Regions from separate parts of the Oryctolagus cuniculus genome. Here region 2 is linked to region 1. A link is a contact called in public Micro-C data. All regions are on one chromosome and are shown on one strand. The core of a region is the stretch at or near the end of the contact, and the rest is flanking DNA. Distances in the headings are between cores, read along the strand shown. Region 1 overlaps TCF4 (transcription factor 4). Region 2 overlaps TCF4 (transcription factor 4).

Region 1 (5,318 bases), core at 1,878-4,377:
ACACATTTATGCCCAAATACCTTCTTAAGTTTTTTGAAAAACATTTATTCAGAGTAAGTTTTAATCATTCAGTACATTTGACTGAAGTTATGCTCTATCTGCCTACTTTGAGAATGAATTTAGATTTCTGTTCTTAAAAGTACTTGGTGCAGTTTGTATATCCAGTAAAATAAAAGTTGCCATTTTCACAAGTCAGTTTTTTGATGCTAAGGTACCTCTTTTGCTATATGAAATTTCCAAACTCCAGCACAGAAGTTGAATGACAATATTTACATTATTCAAATAGTGTTAGGGAACTATTTTTAGCTTCTGAAATAGCAGAGAATTTATTTTTCTACTATTGAATTTACTTTTTTACCTAAATCTAGGTTGTAAATCCAAAAATAAAACCTAGCATTTTATTAAAATGTCCTACTGTTCGCCCTTTGCAATCCTACCTTGCTGAACTGTGTCCAGATATGTGGGAAAATAATTTATTGTATTGTGTTGAAAAATAATAGTAAAAGTATATGTGGTATGTGGAAGGAACACTCAAAACAGATCTACCCAGACATCAACAGGATATTATTACCCCGAAGAAATGACGACAGTTTGCCAGCTTGATGCGTAGAGGAAGGAAATTTACAAACATCTCCAAGAGAGGCATGGTGAGCGCTGAAGGAAATGAGGCACGTCCTGCTTTTATTGCGCTTATTGGAGTGGGATTCCCAGAAGGCTGAACAAGGCTGTCCTGAGACCTCTGTTTGGCAAAGATCTTGTTGACTCATATTTTATTTTTGTTTTGGTAAAGGTCTGCTATTGTTCAGATTTCTAATGCAGCTCATAAACACACAGCCAATATCATTTCCCCTTCTACCGACTGATGTATTCAAATAAATGAAAATCCACCCTCATGGCTAACTGCTGTTCTGTTTCCGTGAAGCACAGAAGAGTAACAAGCAACCTCCTTTAAAGGAAGGTGCCTTGAATGGAGATCTTTACAAACTTTGTATTTTAGAGTTTCAATTGCCAGATATATTGACAGAATTTGTCACTTCCTATTTGTATGGAAGTGGAGGTAAATATTTATGTAACTTGTATTTTATAAGCCCAGTCTCTATTAAAAAAGTTTCATCTGTTGCCGTCAGAAGTTGAATCACTAGACGTTCTTGACTGAGGTTTGTTGGAAAGACTGTGGCTGGAATGCATGGTTTAGAGTCATAGAGTCATATAATACTTGAATATATTTAAAAAATTTAAAAACACATGAGAATGTTCTGGAGAATATTATAAACATTTCTGATTTTTTTAAGCTCTTTTTTTTTTTTTTTGCTGTATCTATCAAAACGCCCAACATTGCCACGCCTCTTTAGACAAATAATGGGATGGAGCTCTCCCTGGGTCCTCCGCTGTGACTCAGGCAGTCTGAGGGGCAGACGGAGAGTCACCTCTGGAGTTACAGGTGATGGACGCGTCTCCTTAGCCTTGAGTCAGAAGATGTGATTACTGCCAGTCTCACTCATTGAGTGACACCACATAGAACATGGGGAGACATGGGGAGGGGGAGACTTGGCCTTGGTTTGGTAGACATTTTTTTATAGAAAGTTTTTATTTAATAAATGTAAATTGTGTAAGTACAACTTTTGGATGGTTTGATAGAAATTTAAAGGAGACAAATGTGAAAGAGAAAAACAGTGTGAGAGAGTGGAAGGCCAGTGTTGGTTAAAAAAAAATCTTTGCTTTTGCTTTCATTTCTCTTACTTCTTCCTTAGGATTCTTCCTTTAGGTAATTATTTCCAACCATTTTCATGTATAAAGATTTCCAAAGAAAGTACTTACTTCAACCTTTGAAAGGTAGCCTCAGGGTGAAGATAGGACTGATTGTCAAAGGAATTTCCCTGGCTGCCATCCCAAAAGTTTCAGTTCTTGTGATCCCCCACCCCCCGACCTGCTGGGCCTTCCATTTTTGGCACAGACCCCCAGATTAATGTCTGGCTTTGTGAAATTCCTGTAGGACACAGGGTTGGGGGCTATTTCAGGACCTAATGATTCATGTGACTTAAGATTTTGAGGAACGTGGCCCTCCTCCTAGTGTACAGGGACTACCTTTTGGGGTAGTCCTTTTGGGGGGATTGCTTTAGGTGTCACATTCAGCCATTACGAGATTTCACCCCTGATGACCTGAGTTGCTTTTCAACTACTTGAGGATGATTCAGAAGGCTTGTGGAGAAATAAAATTAAAAAGCCAGTTTATTGTGGTGCAAATAATTTTGAAATGTCTGCACAGTTTCTGCAGAATGTGTGTTTTCCATGAGCTTTTTGAAGATTCCTTGTATATTTAAAGGGGATCATGCCATTTGTGATCCATATTTTTCAAAATGAACTCGATTTTGTTTACAAATCCGGGGGCTTTTTTTTTTTTTTTGCAGGCTGTCCTGGCAAGAGAGGCGCTGAATATTTCCGTGAGTGTAGTTTTCTACACAGTGCATTAACACTGGAAACACAAGAAACACTGTCAGTGTCTGAACTGGGTATATGGTGGTGTGTCTGTGCATGTGTCCGGTTGCTATTGTGCTTGCCTTTAAGTAACTGTACTTTTATCAGGGAAAGAGTAACTAAGGTAACCTCAAAGCTCTATGTCAGTCCTTCAGCAATATCATTCAAAAATCCCATCCTGTGTGTAACATTGCTTTAGAAAATCGTAATACTTGGGGGCAGTAAGGGAGCAGTAATGGTCCTTTAGTACTTGTAGAAATAGGACACACATAGATAGACTTTAATGCCAACTAATCTGATTTTTGGTACAGATTATTCAGGCGTTAGGCATTTGTCAAACTCAGGAACGGGAGTCTTTTTCCTGTTAAAAATATGTTTTTTTTTTTAAACTTAAAGGAGTCTTCCTGTGATTTTTTGAGAGAAGATATATGCTGATGTTTACTTCATATAATCTGTTTAACAGTTAATCAAAATACAAATTAGGTTTTGTTTGGATTTTTAAAGTCAGCCCATCCTTTCCAAAAGTAAGCAGATTTCTTATAGGGATTGTGAAATGAAGGCTTGTTGCACTGAGCATGTATTGCGGTTTGTTATTTGCAGTTTGTTATTAAGTGTTTCCAGGAATAACAGGGCATGCACGGCAACAGTGTTTACTCTGCAGATTTCTGGTGTTTTCTAGCTGGAGAACAAGTGTGAGCTGGAAAGGGTGGGCTTTCCAGCACCGATTCCGGCTTTTAATCTCAGTTCTGCCACTTGCTACCTGAAGCCTGGGGCAACACAATTATTTAATTTCTGTATAAAACGAGGATAATATAAGTATCTACTTCGTTGGGCTACGAGAATTAAATGAGTTAGTACAGTTAAAGCTCTGAGAACAGTGTTTGGCTCTTATTAACTGCTCAGTGAGTATTTTGAAAGTTATTAGCATGATCAAATTTTGAGAAGCAAAATATAACCGGGCAGTTTCTCAGTTATCATTAGAAATAATAACTACGTCTGAAAATTCACCAGAATATTGACATTCAAAAACCATTCTTAGAAGTGGTGGCAGGGAACTGCTGTCGCAGGGAGATTCAGGAGTGGCAGTGTGGTTACAGGGAACGGTGGCGTGGACGGGCTGAGACCGTGGTCAGACCAATTGAAAGCAGCAGTGTTTGCTGAAGATGTTTTTGTTTCATTTTAATGACTCTGCAGTTCACATATCAAGTGATATGGGGTTTTGAGAGTCAATTTGTTTCATGGTAGAGGGATTTGGGGCACATTGTGTGTTGGGTGTGTTGGGGGGGGTCCTCCAACCACCTCTTCCCATTGCTGCTGGTTCTTCAGTCAGGAGACCCCATTTCTCTCACTGGTTCTGTTGTTTGGGGAAGCGCCAGCTTGAGGATGTGGCTTGTTAGGCGACAAATAATCATCAGTTTTTCCTCCTGGTTGTAGCCACTTCCAGGTCACCCAGATCAGTTCCTCCATCTTACTGAAGTGACTGCAGCAGGGCTAGTTCAGCCTAGATCTTTTCAGGGCAATGCAGAAAATGAGGGGAACTCATTACCAACAACACTTGAGCCCAGTCTGTTAGCCAAGTGATTTCTCTGTGTACTTAATACACACCAAACTCTTCTCCCCCAGCATTCTCCAACAATAATTCAGTCGAGGTTAGAAATCAGTGGTTACCTCTGTGGTTGCCAGCAGTGCTGTGGCTGTAAAGATGTTCGGGTCTTCATCTTCATGTGTGCAGTTACCCGTTGGTGTGCAAGTGAACTGTACAGAAGTATGTTAAGTCTTAGGTAAGGAAAACATAATTGGAATAATTCTGTTGAAATGAATGAGTGTGTGTGTTTCTGGTGAAATATCTTTGGGGTGTGTGATGACATTGTAGGCATTTGAATATGTGTGTTATCATGGCTAACGTTTCTGCATTGAACATTTAACTTCGTCTGCTAAATCGAAAATGCGGATCGAGAACTGGCAAGTAGCAGCCTCAGACCCTCCTGTGTGTGTTGGACTTATACGTACTAGAAAGTAGCCTGCAGTGATGGGAAGCGCAGTTTTATAACACGTCGAGTGGGTTGAGGGTCATTGAGCCACTGAGAAACTGCTGCTGCCTTCTGATTTCTACTGCAAATGGTCAGTGTTTCTAGATCTGAACAATGATAGAAAAATGATCTGGTCATTAAGTAAAACTGAGATTGAAGTGTTTGTCGTCAGAGTCTGAAATCTTGAAAACTGGAAAAACAAGCTTTCCAGCTTCATTTCACAGATGAAGAAACCGTTGCGGAGAGGTGTCTCCATGGAGGTCACACAGTGAAGAGCCCGGGCTAGAACTCAGGCCAGCTGAATCTGGGTCTGGTGCTCTTTCGATGTAAATGAAGTTTAGTTTTGCTTTTTTGCAGAATCATTAGATTAGACCCACTCCCATACCAAGTAGTTCTGCACTTGGACAGGATCTGCACTTCCTGGATTTGAAAGTTGGTTCTGTGTGTCATAGTTAGTGTTTTAGTTGCTGTCTTTCAGTTCCTTTGTCTGTACAGTGTGTACAGTAATTTTATAGATTGGAATGAGGACTAAATAATACTTTCAAGAGTGCCTGGCACTCTTGTTAGTAATAATTATATTAGTAATGAGTATTTTATTATTAAGAGTAAAGTATTGTTTTTAGACACATTAGCTATCCAGCATGTGACTATAAAAAGGTGACTCTATTGAAGAGTAGAATTCCATAATTATCTAGTGAAATCAGGGCCATAAATCATTGAACATCTTGCTTCATTTTTGTGTGAATTATTTGGATTGACTAAGTGCTCATGGTACCAGGCAGGGTTACCATCTGCTGTGTTTTGTCTCCCTAG
Region 2 (5,318 bases), core at 1,299-3,798, 96 kb after region 1:
TTGATGTGATGTAATGAGATTTTTTTTCGTATGTGGTAGGTAGGCTTTCAGTGGTGTGTATTCAATTTTGTTGGCTACTTTTTTCTTTCAGGTTTTTTGTTTGTTTGTTTTGTCTTTTAAGGAAAGGAAAGCTGAGAGCCACAGAACCTGAGGCAGCTTACTAGGAATTCTGAGTTTAAAACAGGGAGCGGAGCTTATCCTTAACACTTGTGAGTTGAAGTTAGTATTTCGGGTCTGTTGCCAGGATAAGGTTGTGGGACCCTTGCAAATGTACAGTTTCATCTGGGTTCAGTGATTCCTGGATGAGTTTGTGATACAGGACACCAAAGGCCATGGAAATTATTTAGGGCACAACATCTTGATACAGAATTGGATCTTTAGAAGATTGTGGGTAACTAAGGTTTCGTTTTAACCAAGTCTGGGGTTGGGGGGCATGGTTAAAAGTATGCCGCTTCCAATTCGTGGATTTCTAATTTCAGTCTAATTATGACTTTGTCGTGTGACCCACATCTTGCTGCCTCACAAGCAAGGAACTGAAAATTTCTGTTTCCAGCGGCAGACAGTTGGGGTGCCACAACCAAGCAGTCACCCTTAAAAATTAATGAGCTTAATGATGGTTCGAGAAGCATTTCTGATGGTGGTTTAGGAGGGAGGGGCGTGGGGCTGGCAGCAGGAAGAAGACGGGACTCCTCCTAAGTGACAATGATGCGAGCCCCTGTCCTTATCTCCCCTCCCCACCGCCCTTCCCCCCAGTCGCCACCCCTTCCATCCTCCTCTCTTCACCGAAGCCAAAGCAGATAGAAAGACAGGGCGATTATGAAGACGTCAGTTGGAGCGTAGGCAGGCGAGAGGGGCGCAGCGCCCCAGATGAGGTCCGGGGGGAGCTGAGGAGGGTCACTCATGGACGACCGTGTGTGTGTGTCTGACAGACTGTGAAATGGTGCGTTGTTGCACGGCTGCGCTGCACCTGGGCCCTTCATCTGTGATTGATTGGTTTGGTCATGTGTAATGGTCCCATCTGCTCGGTGTTGTTTTTCTTTTTTTACTTATAAACACCGTTCCCAGCGGCTGAGGGAGGATGAGCTATGTTTTGTCATCTTCACTTACACTTTAGCTCAAAAAAGTGGCCAAGTAGGTAAGCTCTGAAGTCTATGCAAGTCGCGTAGTAGGAAAGTCCGGCGTCTGCCCTCCGCTCGCTGAGTGTGGGTGTGTGTGAGTGTGCGTGTGCGCGTCTTGTCCTCTCCTGCGCACGCGTCTGTGCATAGGGTTTTCATGCTGCCTGTTTGTATCTGCAGAGTTCACGAACCACGGAGGACCAAAAATTCGCAGAAATGATTTGCACAAATCTGGGTATTGTGATTCTTACTGCAGCAAGGAGGTTTTTTTTTTTTTTTTTTTTTTTTGTAACGAAGCCAATACTTAATTAAAACCGCTGACATCATGGTGTTATAATTAAGCGTGGCATTAATTAAGCTGGAATAATGATTTTTTTTTATTAAGGACTGCTTCTATTGTATAGGACTGTTATCGGCTAAAAACAAAATAAATTTAACACAGAAATAAATTCCCTTTAACCTAGCCCTTTTCAACTTCCCCAAAGTCCAACCTCAGGACTGTCGTCATCAGGGGTGTGTGTGTGTGTCTGTGTGTGTGTGTGTGAGTGTGTGTGTTTGGTAGTGTTGGGATGGGGGAGAGTGGAAGTGAAATTTGTTTTTTTTCACCCAAAAATGCTGATCGGCTCCTGGCATTCTGATGGCTAATTATGCATCGGAGAGCTTCGACAGCTGCATTCATCATCATAAAATGTAATAATTAATGACATTCCAACAAAGAAAAATATGCAAATGAGGACTCATTAGCATTTTCATATTCAGCTTTGATAATGCTTTTGCTGACAAGGTTGTAATTAATGAAAATTCATGTCGCAGTCAGGAGATTGGATCGGTTTCATTCCGCTCACAATTCCCAAATGCTTGCATTATGGAAAATCGGCAGCTCTGCCAACTTTTCAGGGAAGAAAAAAACACACACACACACTAAAAGCACCAGATGCAAATTAATGGTAGGGAGTCTTTAACTCTTTAATCCACCCCCCTAAATTTCCATCATAGGAAACATGTGATGAGTGTTAGCCTAAGAACCAGATTCCACCCCCCCCCCCTTTTGTAATAGCAATGAAAGTACTTTTATTTGTAATCCAAATGTGAGAATTTCTGGCAAACTTTTTTTAAGTGTATATATGTGTGTGTGTGTGTGAGTGTGTGTGTGTGTGTGTGTGTGTATATATATAAATCCTGCTACCTTTTCCCTTCTTTCCTTTTCCCTTTCAAGACTATTTAAATTTACATAGTAAAACATGTTAGGACAGCCAAGCCCCAGCGTGTTGTGGGCTGTCCTCTAGCTGGCAAATTTACGCCACAACAGTTTATTCATCCACATGCTTTTTGGCAACTCCTCATCACGTATTTGGGCTTAGATCCTCCGGTGCCTCCCTCCGTGTGCTACCCATAAGGTCGGAAGAAAAGCAAGTATTCGATTTCTAAATTAAGGATGGTCTCCCCCTCACCCCCATGATAGCTGTTTCTTCAGTGCTTTTTCTTTTTAATCTATTCCCTTTGCGGTTTAGTGTAAGGGTTTGAGAATGTGCCCATAATTCTCTCACTCAACACTTGCAGTGTCGTGTTGTGCCTCAAATGTAATTTTAGGAGATACTACGCCATCCAAATGGATACCCAGAACGCCCAGAAAAGAGATCCTGACGTTTAGTCCAGAGAGCTATGGATTTATAAACCCTCTGTGAATTGCTTTCAAAATGTGGGCTTTAGGTTGACAACTATTTGTGCCAACCTGGTACCATGTTTGTCACAGTAGCATGAAGTTAAACTGAGTTTGACCCTAAGGTTAGAAAGGGAACCACAGAATTCTGACTCCATTTCATATTTGTCTTTAAGTTTAAAAAAAAAATCAGTGAAACAATTTTTTTTTGGCCAAGGAAGATGTTTTTAAAAGAAAAGTTTGTAGTATAAGGATAGGAATAAGAAAAAGGGATATTGAAAACCTATTTCTTTATAAACTATAAAATTTATAAGCATTTTGATTCTAAAATGATAGCAAACAACTCTGGGAGTTCCTAAGATGCTGTTTCCTGTTTATTTAAAGTCAAATCCTGATTCCCAAAGTTGCTAGCCCAGCATAAAGAAAGAATATAAATACGCCTTGTTAGGACAAGACAGAAGCCTGAGTATGTGGGGTCTCAGGTTTTAAAGAATATCGTAGTAAAATGAAAGTATCAACAATTGTTAAATGAGGACTTTGACTCCCCTCCCTGTTGATGTGATTTAGAATGTCTAGGCTTTCCTTCTTACCGATTTCTCAGAGTTCTAAGAAGCAGAATTTTATTTCAGTCTCTTTTTCCAACTTTGGCTTTGCCGCAGCTTGTATCCGAACCTGTGTGCCTGTGCATACATGCGTGTGTGTCAATGTGTGTGCACCCGTGTCTGCAGACTGTGGTGGCTCTGTCCTCTTTCTTTTAAAATCTATTGTGTTAAAATAGCAGGCAGAAGAAGGTTTCACTTTTTTTTTTGTTTGTTTCTTTTTCATGCGGGCAAACTGCCCATCCAGATGGTAGAATTTCACCTGTAAGCAATCTGAAACGATAGGTTAATTCTGACATTTTAGAGAGCTTTTTTATTTTCTTTTCATACAGTACAAGTAAGCACAGAGTAACTGCTGAAGGTGGTGTTTCCTTTTTCTTTTCTTTCAAGGCACTTCCGGCTGTGATTGGTTCCATTTTGCCCCCAAAATCTGTATTTGGGGCACAATTAAAATCTGTGGCTTTAGGCACTTTGCTGTTATTGTCAAAACCACATCTGATGAAGTCTTTGACCACTTCTAATGTGTGCAGATGAGGCAGTGAGGGCAGAAGAGAAAGAGCAAGTGGGGAGCAGCAGGTTAGTCGCCTAGAAGCTGCTCCTTTTAATTCTGTGAGCGGGAGTGTTCCACTGGCTTTGATTAATTCCCTGTTAGTTTTCTCCTCCCACCAAATTCTCAAATGTAGACCAATTCATAGCTTCTTAAGCCATGCCTAGCTTGGTATTAGCGACCAGAACCTTGAGATCTGCATTTGTTTTTCAGTGTAGCTAGCCTATGATGGCTTATGAGCTTTAGGTAAACTGGCAAAATATTTTGAAATGGTCTGTTGACTTGTTATCAAGGATTCCCATTGCTGCATAGGAAGTTTTGAGGCTGCTTTTGAAGCGTGGAAGAGGAAGGGAATGTGGGAAGTTTTTGTTTTTGTTTTTGTTTTTACTCATGTAGTCGTTATCTATTTACAAGTTAGTTTTCGGTACCTTTTATTATTAATAGAAAACCATCCTTTTCATGAGTTTTATTTCTTGAGTTATTCATTAGAGTAAAGGTGACTCCAGATGCATCTGCTTCCCTGGCTGGAGTTTTCCTTGCTAAGACTTGGGACTCTGGTCATGATCATTTGTCGCTTTTGCTGTTCCCTCTTGCACACGTTAATACTTCCTGTGGGCATTTTCTTTTTCAAGCGGTGGGATGCTCACTGTCCAGCTGCAAGCCACATTTACTGGAGTTACTGGACTCTGAAATAGGAAACCTGTGGGCGGTCACTTGTACCCTCCCCAGGAGCAGTGGGTTCAGTCAATGAGAATTACAGCCCCATGATTGAGAATTCTAAAGTAGTTGCTTTTCCAGGACCTGCAAGGGTTTTCTTTCAGGTATTGCAACAAAATCAACATTTGTTTGTGGGCAGTGCAGCCAATGTGCCTGCCAGTATCCCCCATCCAGTTGCTTCTCACATTTCCCTTGCAAACTTTCCCATTGGTTGGGGTCTGTGGAGAGATTTCAGTGGCTGGCTGGTAGAAATGTTTGGGAGAACATTTGCGTATCAAAGCAGCCTAAATATTTGCAAAAAAATGTTTGCTTGAGAAAAAAAGAACCCACTTAGGATTAGGAAGTCACTGCTTAAACATTTTAAAAGCATTTCCAGAAGTCTGTTATTCATGAACTACCACCTAACCTGAAATGCAGGGGTCACATGAAAATCTGTATTTTAGAAAAGCTTATCAGATAATATAGGTTTTGGTTTTTGATTTAGATATGCACCTGTTATATAAAAGTAAAAACAAAGCTTAAAAACCAAATATCTATTTTTTAATTGGTTATCATTTAATGCCCCTGCATTGCCCCAACAAAAGATGATATAAAGAAAAGGCCTCATGAAATGATGGAACATTGAGTAGCTCCAACTCCATTGTTTTATTCTATGCTGGGTTTTTCCCCATCAACCACAA

What was found. Hi-C and Micro-C count contacts between places; a contact is called where the count stands out from the background.
Region 2: a Micro-C map of ear pinna shows a contact between it and region 1, with 2.7 times the contacts expected there. The contact joins two enhancer-like sites. A contact is called at or near these places in 4 of 6 Hi-C or Micro-C datasets (ear pinna, psoas muscle, skin fibroblasts and 1 more).

What each region holds. Positions count from the first base shown.
Region 1 is chr10:22,788,419-22,793,736 of mOryCun1.1, forward strand. The region is part of intron 2 of TCF4 (transcription factor 4); the gene reads left to right. Among named protein-coding and RNA genes, the nearest start is that of TCF4, 90 kb to the left of the region's middle. Within about 2 kb of position 3,128, at least 3 of the 8 cell types and tissues checked have an H3K27ac peak or open chromatin away from gene starts, as enhancers often do. A contact at or near this core is called in ear pinna, where this site is marked.
Region 2 is chr10:22,884,958-22,890,275 of mOryCun1.1, forward strand. All of the region lies in intron 4 of TCF4 (transcription factor 4), which reads left to right. Among named protein-coding and RNA genes, the nearest start is that of TCF4, 190 kb to the left of the region's middle. Within about 2 kb of position 2,549, at least 4 of the 8 cell types and tissues checked have an H3K27ac peak or open chromatin away from gene starts, as enhancers often do. A contact at or near this core is called in ear pinna, where this site is marked.